Regions from separate parts of the Mus musculus genome. Here region 1 is linked to region 2. A link is a contact called in public HiChIP or PLAC-seq data. All regions are on one chromosome and are shown on one strand. The core of a region is the stretch at or near the end of the contact, and the rest is flanking DNA. Distances in the headings are between cores, read along the strand shown.

The links. HiChIP or PLAC-seq counts read pairs in DNA pulled down with a chosen protein or histone mark.
Region 1: a contact with region 2 is called in an HNF4G HiChIP or PLAC-seq map of pancreatic cancer cells. The contact joins the promoter of Alpi here to the enhancer-like site in region 2. A contact is called at or near these places in 8 of 39 promoter capture datasets (the 3T3-L1 cell line, 3T3-L1-derived adipocytes, embryonic stem cells and 3 more), 1 of 15 datasets of contacts at CTCF or cohesin (the NIH/3T3 cell line), 3 of 484 Hi-C or Micro-C datasets (3T3-L1-derived adipocytes, the C2C12 cell line and differentiating spermatogonia), 2 of 115 datasets of contacts at active chromatin or transcription factors (embryonic stem cells and pancreatic cancer cells) and 4 of 9 other capture datasets (adipose tissue, embryonic stem cells, liver and 1 more).

What each region holds. Positions count from the first base shown.
Region 1 is chr1:87,099,138-87,104,897 of GRCm38.p6, forward strand. Alpi (alkaline phosphatase, intestinal) reads right to left here and starts at 2,469. Exons shown (of 11, transcript NM_001081082.2): 1 at 2,329-2,469; 2 at 2,127-2,243; 3 at 1,894-2,009; 4 at 1,552-1,726; 5 at 1,312-1,484; 6 at 934-1,068; 7 at 768-840; 8 at 512-646; 9 at 233-424; 10 at 1-31. The coding sequence starts at 2,398.
Region 2 is chr1:87,047,950-87,053,902 of GRCm38.p6, forward strand. It overlaps Dis3l2 (DIS3 like 3'-5' exoribonuclease 2), which reads left to right. Exons shown (of 21, transcript NM_153530.2): 20 at 884-985; 21 at 1,674-2,148. The coding sequence ends at 1,796. Among named protein-coding and RNA genes, the nearest start is that of Gm28375, 17 kb to the right of the region's middle. Within about 2 kb of position 3,627, at least 23 of the 459 cell types and tissues checked have an H3K27ac peak or open chromatin away from gene starts, as enhancers often do. A contact at or near this core is called in the C2C12 cell line and pancreatic cancer cells, where this site is marked.

The DNA of each region.
Region 1 (5,760 bases), core at 1,219-3,718, 50 kb after region 2:
TTGTCATCTAGGGCTTTGAGTGGGGCCAGACCTGTATGGAAGAAGGCAGACATCTTTTCCTGATACTGACTACAGCTTTTGGAGTGCAGGTGAGTTCGTTTTGCTTGCTCAACGGTTATACTCTCTACAAGGCCATGTTGTGCCCTTTTGACAGATGAGTAAACAGAGGCCTAGCAATATCTGTCCCCATAGATCTGAAGCAACATCACCTGACACTGCCCCCTTGGATTACCAAAGATGGAGGTCCCCCTAAGTGTGTAGCCACCAAATGCGAAGACATGGGAGTGGTCAGCAGTGATGAGTATTAGCGTGTCCTTCTCATTGGTAAGCTGGCTGGCCTTTTCGATGGCAGAGTCGAACATGACAGCCTCAGTCAGTGCCAGGTAAGCTGTGCCCGCATGGTGGCCTTGGTCAATACGACCCCCTGCAGGAAGCCAGTGATGAGGGCGATGCTTGAGTTTGCACGGGACCCCTGCCCCCCTTCTCTTTTCTGCCAGGCACCACCACTCACCTTCTACAAAGAGGTAGAAGCCTTGTGGATTCCTGCTGAGCATGCGCACAGCCACCTCTGTCATCTCCGCCAGGGAAGGGTCTACTGAGGGGTTTCGGTTGGCATCATATTTCATTTCTGTTGGCTCAAAGAGGCCTAAGGGGCACAGGAATTCATGATGACAACCAAGTTCGGAGGCAGGGGGAGTGCTGATGGCGCACATACAGGCTCCCGTGGAGGCCCTCTGAGAGATTTGAGGGCAAAACTAAGGTATTACCCATGAGGTGAGTTACTGCTGGGTCCTGGGATGCCTGAATGAGCTCTGATCGGTTCCAAACATACCGGGCTCCCTGCAGGGACACAGTCAGTCTTAGCACATAGCCCTGAGAGGCACGGTGCCACCCTAGGCCCTGCCTTGGTCCCTTCGCTGGAACCCACATCACCTGATGCTTTGACAGCCACGTTTGCACCAGGTTCTGATCATCCAGCCTGGTTCCAGACTGGTTACTGTCACTTGGGTACTCAGGGTCTGGAGTCCCCTTGGGAAACATGAACTTTCGGCCTCCACCGAGGATCACCTTTGGTCAGAGGATCAACACAGGTAGACTTAGGGCTTTATGAGTTCCCTACCCTTCCTGAAAGACAGCCCCTATCTATGTCCCCACCATGTCTGTGGGTTATGCATCTCCTGGATGTTCCACACCCACCCCTTACATATGTAAACTGCAGGGGACTTGGAGTTCAGGCTGTTTATGCCTGGAACTATGGCCAGTCCAAGGTTCACCCTTTGTCCAACCCTCCAGCTGGTTCTTGGAGCTCACATCAATGTCCATGTTGGAGATGAGTTGAGTGGCGATGTCCTTGCAGCCGTCCTGCAGTGCAGAGGCAGGCATCTCTGCATCTGAGTACCAATTACGGTTCACCGTGTGTGCGTAGGTGCCGGCTGGAGAGGCATGCTGCACCCTGGTCGTGGTCACCACTCCCACAGACTTCCCTGCAGATGATAGAAGATCATCCAGTGACCCTGCCCTGCCATAGCACCCAGACCAGCACCAACCTACCTGCTTTCTTGGCACGGTACATCACTGAGAAGACCTCATTGCCAAATGTGGTGTTGCACTGGTCTAATCGAGCAGCTGCACTCAGGCCGATGGTCTTGTAGTTGGCCTTGACCCCACAGAGATAGGCGGTTGCTGTGCCTGCGCTGTCTGGGACCTGTCTGTCCACGTTGTATGTCTGGGGACAGAGACACTCTCAGCTCTGGTACTGGTAGACATTAGTCCCTGCTTCCTGAGACATGTCTACACTGTCCTGGTTGCAAACTTGGGCTCCAGTTCTTCTGGGTTCTTCCATCTCTTGTCCTCTCCAGCCCCTTTCCCGTCCTAGTGTGTTCCAGTGCTCACCTTGGACAGAGCCATGTATGGGAAGAGGTCCATGGCTAGGGGTGTCTCCGGTCCTAGATGGCCTTCCAACTGCCCCTTTAGGATCCTGGTGGCTGTCACTGTGGGTACCCCCATCCCTGAAGGAGCAGAACCTTGTCAGGACTGAACTCTGAGGCCTGTTAATACCCACCAGTGGCCCTGGGTACTTGGAGTACAAGGGCTGCAGGGTGGCCAGGCCTTGCTCACACACTCACCGTCTCCCAGGAAGATGATGAGGTTCTTAGCTGATGTCTGAATGGGCTGCAGCTTCTTGGCAGCATCCAGGGCTTCAGCTGCCTTCTTGTTCCAGAAGGCCGGGTTCTCCTCTTCAGCTGGACAAGAGGAAGCATAACCAGGTTAGTCCAGGTGGGGTGGTAGGTTAGTCCTTCTGTGGGAGTCAGAAAGGAACCTTCTTACCTGGGATGATACCAAAGGACAGATGGATCCTGAGACCCAAAAACAACAGCAGCACCCAGTCTCCCTGCATGGTTGGGGTTACTGATGGGCTGCCCGGCTAGGGAACCAAGGCACCAGCTCCTGCTTAGTCTGCCTGGGCTCAAATCAGAGATGGACTTTGTCCCTGGCTATAAAGGGTCCTTGTCCCTCCTCTAGATATAGTCACCCTGGCCCCACCCTTGCCCTGTGAACTGAAGTCTGGCTCTGGCTCTCAAGGTGTGGCTGGGCCAGGGGTCCTATGTCTCCTGCAGGTTGGGTGGGAGGCTGGGGGTAATGGATCCTGAAAGAGAAACTTGTGCTGTATGCTGCTGGAATCCCCCCCCCATTCACTACTGTCTTGTCAGGGATTTCTCACACTTCCTGAGAGCCAGCTGGAGGCAGGCTCTACTCAGGGTGCTTCAGAGAAAGTGAGATTCCAAGTACCCAGTCTAAGCCAGGCTTTGGTCTCATAGGTCCAGATACTCACTGTTAAGATGGAAGCACAGAGAGTGGCCTGAGTACACTACCCTACAACTGTCTGCTCACTAGCCTTGCCCAAAGCCATGGCACACTCAGGATGTGGCCCCAAAGTGACTGCTATAGGGACAAATAATATTTCTGGAACTACCAAGAGGGGGACCTAGAAGACATGGGTCTTCAGTTATCGGTGGTATACTGGGCCTACCCTGTAGATCTCAGGCTATGTGTTTTTCAGCCTGTGACTGGGGCAGCAGGCTGGGGTGGGACAGCTGTCTTGGGCCAGATGTGGCACTGGCTGGACTTTTCAGAGCTTATGTTGGTAAGATTAACCCCTGTTCACTCAGGTCAATGGGGCCCAAGGGTGAGTGTATTATCCACGGTCACTGGGCACACCCAAGCAGCTCTGATAAGAAAGCAGGTTCAAGTGTATTTCTACAATTTAGCAATCCCATGTCTGAGTGATAGCCAGCAGAACTGAAGCAGGGGCACCATGCCGTAGCATGTGCCCATAATCCCAGTGTTGGGCAGGGGAGGGGGAGGGGATGTGGAAGAAGGGACGAGAGAAACAATAAAAATGAACGTTGTTTGAAAACCTCTTTGTAAATGAATGAAAATTTAAGAGCAGGGTCCGTGGGGACTGGGGAGACAGCTCAGAGGTCATGAGTGTTGACTGTTCTTACAGAGAGCCCATGCCAGGTGACTCACAACTTCCTGTGTCACCAGCCCCAAGGGGACCTAATGTCTCTGGTCTCCATAGGCACCTGAATTCATTTGCACATACCACATACAGAAACAGAGATATTCACGTAATTAAAAATAAAATAAAATACTAATTAAAAATAATAATAAAAATAAATAAAAAGCAGGGTCTCAGACAGATAGACAGCTGGCATAAGACTAACAGCTGCAGCACTCTCAGTAGCCAGGAAAGGGGAGCAAAGGGCTACGGTTTGGATCTAGTTGATATGTGTCCCACGAAGGCCCAGATGTGGCTGAGCTGGGAGGAGGAGGAGTTTTTAACAGGTGAAGATCGTGAATGGTGGCTCGTTACTCTCAGCTGCTGCTCTCTAGAGAGATGACCGAAGTTCTCCTGGGACCCAGAAGGATGCTACTATTGTGAGTTGTAATGAAAGAATAAGACCAATGCTCCCTCCCATCACTAAGGGCGTCTTAGCACAGCACAGCAGAGCTGGGGCAGCAGGCTGGGCTGGGACAGCTCTCTTGGGCCAGATATGGCATTGGCTGGATTTTTCAGAGTGACCCTCAGGCTTATGTAGGTAAGCCCGACCCCTGTTCCCTCAGGCAGAGAGATGGGGCCGAAGGGTGAGTGGATTATCCACGGGGCCAGTGCCAGCTCTTGATCTTCCGAATACTTGAGCTAAGTAGCTCCCTTCTTGTTACCACTTGCAGCTATTATCTTAAGTCGATGGAAGACTCATGTTTTACTGAGCATTTTTGATGGCTGAATAGCCAAGCCAAGCATGCTCCATATACACAGTAGGTCTCATCTTCCTTAAAAGGAAGGAAACCTATCCGAATACATTATATACATGTATGAAAATGTCATAATGGAGCCCATTGTAATGCATAATTAACATGTCAACAAAAACAAACAGAAACAGCACCAGAAAGAGAGAAAGGTGCATTGTGCACAGCTATGATCCAGTGCTCATGAGAGTAAGGCAGAAGTCAGGTGGGTTGTGGGTTATGCACCGCCCCCCTTAGAATAATGCACCTAGCAACCTCAGAACCCCCTTGAAAGCCCCACCTGTGTCAGGCTGTGCATACTCCCATCGTTGAACAGTGATATACATTTCCTGCCACTAGTAATGATCAAATTCAGACAGTTTCTGTTCAACTATATTCCCAAACATATCTAGATAGGAAAAGCAGAAAAGCCAAATTAGCCTGAGTGGGTTTGGGTACATGTTTAATAGAACACAAAACTGTGTCCTCAAGCAACGTTTCAGGGAGACTCCATAGTCACCATGTTTATATCTATGCATAATTAGGTATGCATACAATTAAAGTCAGACGCATTGTGGGAAGGGGCATGGGTAGCAGGAAAAATGAATACATGACCTATTACATCAATCCAAATAAGAAACACCCACAGTACACCCCTTAGTCACTGTGGTGGTTTTAAATGAAAATGCCCCCCATAGGCTCACAGGGAGGGGCACTATGAGGAAGTATGGCCTTGTGGGAGAAAGTGTGCCACTGAGGATGGCTCTGAGGTTTCAGAAACTCAAACCAGGCCCAGTTCCCCCTCCCCCTATCTCTCTCTTCCTGCTGCCTGCAGATCCAGATGTAGAACTCTTGGCTCCTTCTCCAGCACCATGTCTGCCTGGATTCTACCATGCTTCCTGCCATGATAATAATGGACTGAACCTCTGGACCCGTAAGCCAGCCCCAGTAAATGTCGTCCTTTATATGAGTGGCTGTGGTCATTGTGTCTCTACAACAGACAGCATAACTAAGACAGTGACTAACTCTTCTTTCTTTGGAACTCTGTAAGAACCCCCAGGAATAATTAGAACCCTCTCCTCTCTACCCCAGCTCTGTGCCTGCTGCTTCTGAATTACAGAAGCAAGACCTAGGGAAGTCCTCGGTGCCCAATAATCACCACCATAGGGCTGAGGCAGAGTGCTTGCCCAGCGTGCACAGCCCTAAATTCAATCTCCAGTACCGAAAAGCAAAAGATATTTACCCCCCAAAGCTGCCTGCCACCCAGAGTGTTTGATTCTCAAGCTGTGTTGGAGTAATTCTATTGTTTTTGAGACTTGTCAAGAAATATTACGTGGCCTAGGAGTGTAGGGGTGTAACAGTTGATAGATAGCTTATTGCTAAACATAGTCACTTGTGGCTGTAACCTTAGCACCCAAAAGGCTGAGGCAGGAGGATTGCCTTGAATTCTAGCCTAAAGGGCTGGGG
Region 2 (5,953 bases), core at 2,377-4,876:
CCTTCTGTCCCTGGCCATTAGCTATGCAGGGCCCACAGACTGCATCCTATAGCAGTGAGTTTCACTGGCATGTGGCAAGAAAGGGTCCAGACCCCTGAACCCAAGTAGGCCTGCCCAGGACAGGGCCTCAGGCCAAGGGTCAAGTCTGAACTCTTCCTTAAAAGCCCAGGCACTCAGAACATAACCAGGATGGCAGGGTGTGGGACCTGTGATGTTCTTATAGAAACATGCAGAAGGGGAGGCCAGAGGGTAGCCAGCACTGCTCTGGACACTGTGTCCCCAAACAGAAACAAGAGGCCCATCCTGCCTTGGCTTCTTCCCTGGATGACAGTTTATTCAAAGTCCTCTTGGTGCCTTCTGTAATGTCACTTGGGGGGCTTTGCTTTAGCTGCTCTGTGGTCACCAAGTCACCACCTGGCTCCTACCCCTGGCTTTGAACTTCTTACATACACTTGGGGAAGTGTGGAACCCTGCACTGGAAGAGACACAGGATTCATGAAAGAGGCAGAACAGGAAAGGGCCAAGTGCAGCTGGAACTACCAGACACCTGTAGTTACCTGGCTCTCAGCCTGGTGGTCAGGTCTATCACCAACAGCCTAGGCAGATCTCTTCTCTTTGCTACAGTCACCACCCTCCCACATTGTCCCTTGGAATTGGGTCACCTTCAGGTTCTACTTTGACCAAAGGTGACTTAGCAGAACCTCCTAAATCTGGCTGAGGTGGACCAAGGATAGGGGGCTGGGGGATGTCTCTGTCCAAGCAGGCAGCTACAGTAAGGCAGCCGGTACAAAGCTCCCTCCAGCCAGTCAGAAATAGGCAGGCAGGGCAGAGGAGGTGTCTGAAGCCCATAGCCTGAGGCTCCGGTGTGTCCCCCTGCCCCCAGGCACTGGCCCTGCGATCCTACAGCTTCCAGAAGGTGGGGAAGAAGCCAGAGCTCACTCTTGTTTGGGAGCCTGATGACCTTGAAGAGGAGCCAACACAGCAGGTCAGTCCCCTGCTGTGTCCCTAAGCCTACCTCTGTCTCAAACGTGTGCCCCTAGGTCCTCATCTGCCCTCATTTCTCCCCAGCACCATAGGTTCCCCTGTGGGATTCCACCAAGCCCTGGCTTAGACTGCCAGGTTCTATATGGGAACACCCACTATGGCAGTGGTTCTCAACCTTCCTGATGCAGCGACCCTTAACACAGTTCCTCATGCTGTGGTGACACCCTTCCCCCAGCCATTAAATTATTTTCGTTGCTACTTCATAACTATAAGTTTGCTGCTGTTATAAATCAAATGTAAATATTTTTGGAGATAGAGGCAAAGGGTCTCGAACGACAGGTTGGGGACTGCTGCTCTATAGGTAGATAGGTGCTATTCCTCTCCCCTGAACAGAACTTTTCAGAAATTTTGAGAAGCTGATAAAAGCTTCTTTTATCCCTCTTGTTCCAAAGGCTGGCCCAGCCCAGCTCGGCCCGGCCCAGCCTGTTTTCTTGCTCCTCGTGAATGGTCACTGAATAACAAATGTCTACATAGTGCCATTTAGCCTACTGGTTTTCCCCAGACCCAATGAATCCCATTTACAGATAGGCGATAGAGGCTCGGGAAGTTAAGTGAGCCTCAGTGGTCAGTTGGCTTTGATTGCAGGCCCTCACCTGCCCTGTCCTCTCCTGTTCCTGGCTCTGCTACAGGTCATCACCATCTTCAGCCTGGTGGATGTGGTCCTGCAGGCAGAGGCCACAGCCCTCAAGTACAGTGCTATCCTGAAGCGACCAGGCCTGGAGAAGGCGTCTGATGAGGAGCCTGAGGACTGAATGCTAGCCCAAGCCAGGCCTGTGCCTGCCCTACCCTGCTGGCTTTTAGGAATAGGACCTTTTGACACCAAAGGGGATTTTTAATTTGGTTTTTAACAACTCAGGGGTTTGTTTTTATTTTTATTTTTCCTTTTATTTTACTTTTGCAGCTCAGTTTTTAAATGAACTGGAAGGTTAGGGGTCAGGGCAGGGGATGCTGAGGCCTGGCCTGTGCTTCCCTGAGCAGAGAGGATCCCAGTCCTCCTGGGCAGGCAGCCCCGCTTCTACCAGGCGACCCACTGCCCTTCCCTGCCCAGGAAATGGGGGGTTTCAGCAAATCAGTGTCATGGAATAAAATCAAGTGTGAATTGCTGTCTGTGTAGATGCCATGGGCAAGCATGGCAGCTGGGTGGCCTGTCACCGAGGGCAAGGGGCTCCCTAGAATCCACCTCACAGCTGAGCTGGGGTCATCAGCTCAGGACCTTCCTGCCAGCTCCAGGGTGATTCACGAGCCATGTGTGGCAGATTGATGCTGCAGCCTCCTTCTAGCTGATTAAAAATGTAATTAGTATGCACAGTAGGGAGCTGCCAGTCACCCTGTGCATGTGGCTGTGGCCCTCCCTCCCCGCCCTTCCTCTCTGTTGCCAGCCCATGGGATGTGGGGAGGTGGGACTACCACCTCTCTTCTTATATATCATAGGCCAAAGCTCCCAGGAGCCCTGTTCACAGCTATGCTATGAGTAGGTACCTCAATACCTGCAGTTTCAAACATGTACCCTAAAAGGTAAAGGCAGACCTTCCAGAGGGCAGGAGGACTTCAAAACAGATCCTACCTGACCCAGCCACCTGCTTAGCATCCCAAGTACTAGCAATTCCTACCCTTCTGAGCACTGGGCAGCCTCTTCCCTAGGGAACTGGGCACAGTGTATCCTCCTTTCACCAGACTGGAATAGTATGAATTGGCTTCAAAAGCAACTAGAATCTAGGATGAAAACCAAAGCAACCAAGGCCCTGTTCCCCAGTGCTGTTCCCTGTGGCATCAGGATTAACAGACCCATCTGATATGGTTATGGTGATTTTCTTCAAAAAAGATTCTGTGGAGTCCCCTGGCAGGTTCCTTGCAGTGAGTGACTGGCACAGCTGCAAGGATATCACAGCCCTAGGATGGGCTGTTGTCTGAGGAGAGCCACAGACACGCCCCACCTGCCCTGGGCTCCTTGTCAGCCTCACACAGCCTTCAGCTGCCTGTCCTCCCACCCCTTAGGTCTCCCTTCTGCTCCCATTCCCAGACCAGCATATCTGGATAGGCAGAGCAGTGATGGATGGTGGTTTAGTATCTGGGTAAAGAAGACTCTGGTGCTTTGCCAATCCTGGATCTCTAGACTAAAGGCTCATCCCACAAATCTGAGGAGGAGCTAGCTTCTCTGCTGGGCCAAACCCGGGCTTCCAAGACCTCCTTTCACTGCCTCCTTCAGAATCCTTAAGGAAGCTGTGGCTCGAGTACTGGGTTCTCTCAAGACACAGAGGTGGCTGAGACACGGCCTCCCCAACCCTCGTGAGGAACAGCTTACCAGTCAGTAAGGAAAGTTTTTGCAGAGTGAACGTGCTTAGGAGGCAGGCACTGGACTAGAAACTTCTATAACAGGCTTGCTCCACCCTCAGGTTGGACATCATGTTACTGAGAACTCTGAGCCATAGCAGTCCTGGGTTGCCCTAACCTGTCTGACAAATGGAAGTCTCAGGTCTCCATCTGAGGTGGTGCAGCCAGGCCGCCCTGGCCAGGACTTGAGCCACCTGTCCTCTGTTGCCTCCCAGTGGCTCTGTCATCTTCCCACAGCACCAGCTGAGTCACTTCTCTTTGTGTTTGTTCACCCAGCACTGAGTCAGAGAACTGATAGAACGTGTGTCCACACACCACTCAGTGTGGCAGTTGGCACCGAACACTAAGGGCACTGCTGGCAGAAGAGATGACAAGAAATAAACGAAGTACTCACTCATCAGCTATCCAAGACACCTGCCTGCACTATAGGCTAAAGCACAGGGCACAGAGCAGCTCACTGGCTTTTCCTCAGTGGCCTGTCAGGTTCACATGGAAGGAAGACAGACACAATCTCACTCTGATTGGGGTCTCAAAAAGCTCAGAAGCAGGCAGTATGTTCCCAGGGGAAAATGGAGCAGGTTGTGGGTCCAGCATGGATGAGAAAGTTAAGTATTAATTAATGGTTGTAACCTGCCCTCCTGGGGAGAGAGGCTGACACCCTGCACAGTCCTACTTAGCAAAGAGCCTTGGAAAGGACTTCAGTGGGCCCAGGATGGCAGTCCACCGGAAGCTGGAGCACAGCACACTGGAGGTATGGTAAGAGGGAGCTGGTGCCAGGCAGAGGCATCCCAGATGCATACCGCAACAGCCAGTGAGGATACCCACTGCACCACCATGCCAGCTAGCCACTAAAGCAGCCAGTGAGGGCAGTCCAGGTGAGAGGAGGAAGGCCTGAGAGGAGAAAAAAAATATCCAAAATCCTGGGGTGGGTGGTGTCCCAAAACTGAGGCAGCATAGGCACAGTGGGAGCAGCAGAGACCTGCAGTGGCTCCTGCTGGGAATGGGGCAGGCCTGTGAAGGAGAGAGGGCTGAGCCATAGGGCACTGGTGACTCAGTGAGATGGAAAGAGGGACCAAGTGTAGAACAGCTGGACCATGAGAAGAGAGCATGCAGGGCAGTTCAAGAACCTTAGAAGAGGCCATGTGGGCAGAGTGGGGCTCCAGAAGAGGGTATTGCAGTCAATGGGAGCTAGGAGCCTGGAGCCAGATCTCCCTCTGTGAAGGTTATTGATTATCAGTTTCTGAAGGATACAAAACATCCACTCTCACTACCTCCCCAAGACCAGCAAAGGCACCAATGAGCTTGTGTTCAGGGATCCATTGTGAGGGGAAATGGGAAAATAAAGGAGGACGTTACCCTGGTAGCTGAGAGTGAGCCAGCAGTCCCTGTTAGACTGGAGAAAGGCAGGTACGAGGCCATCCACAAAGAATGCTGAAGCACCGAGCTGCAGTACTGCACAGCATCCAACAAGGCTGGGCTGCTCTGGGCTGGGGGTGGAGAAGGATGGCTACAGAAGTCAGTGTTGCCACTGTAGTAAATAAACTGACCTCTTCCCACACCAGCAGGCAAGAGAGCGATCATCGGAGAGTCACCAGGCCTGGTAGAATCTCCTGTGATAGGACCCCATGAGATGCAGCAGAGGGCTGCTGCAGGATCCAGTCAGCCCTCAGGCCTTCAGCAGCCAGGCAGGAGATTGAAAACATCTTCTCCGGGGCCCTCCTGTCCCCACATGAAATACAAACTTGGCAGCAGAGTTTCCCCAGTGAGATCCCAGCCAGGCTTCTCATGGGGAATCAGCCTGCCAAGTCCCTAGGGTACTTGGGCTTCTAGTCACTTTGTGAGTCCTATCTGTAAATAAAGATAACCAGGGAAACTTCCTTTTAAAAGGAAAATAGGTCCTATGGAGAAAACAGATCACACAGAGAAAATGAAGTTATCACTGACATTTTCAAGGAAATGAGAGCCATGGAAAAACAAGGACTAGATGGCTAGACACCAAAGAAAGGGCTGGTGATGTAGCCCAGCCAGTAAAGGTACCAGGTGCTAAACCTGCCAACACGGGTTCAGTCCCAGGGCTCATAGCAAGAGCAGCCAACTGTGGTTGCTATGTAATGTCCATAAGGCGTCTTTGGAGTGTTCAAAGTATCTAAGCTCCCATGAAGGCCATCCAGCTGGCTGCTTGGCTAATATCCTTAAACATCCAAGGTTCCAGAGAAGGATATAGTTACAGTTAAATCCCCCTGGCTCACAACATCTTAACTTATTTGAAAAAAAAAATATCTGAGCATGGCAGCTCACACCTGAAATCTCAGCATTTGGGAGCCTGAGGCAGGAGGGTTGCCATGCATTGGAGGCCAATCTGGGTTACACAGTAAATACTAATCAGACTACGTACAAGACTATGTAGATATACTATGTAGCAAGACTGTCAGAAAGGAAAAATAAACATTAAAGAGGTAATTAGAGTAAACGCCCACCATTAACTGTAATGGTATTTAATAGTGTTCAACCCTCAACCAAATGTCCCTGGGAGGAGTTGGATTATTTTATGTCTCATACACCTAAACAGTAGCATCAG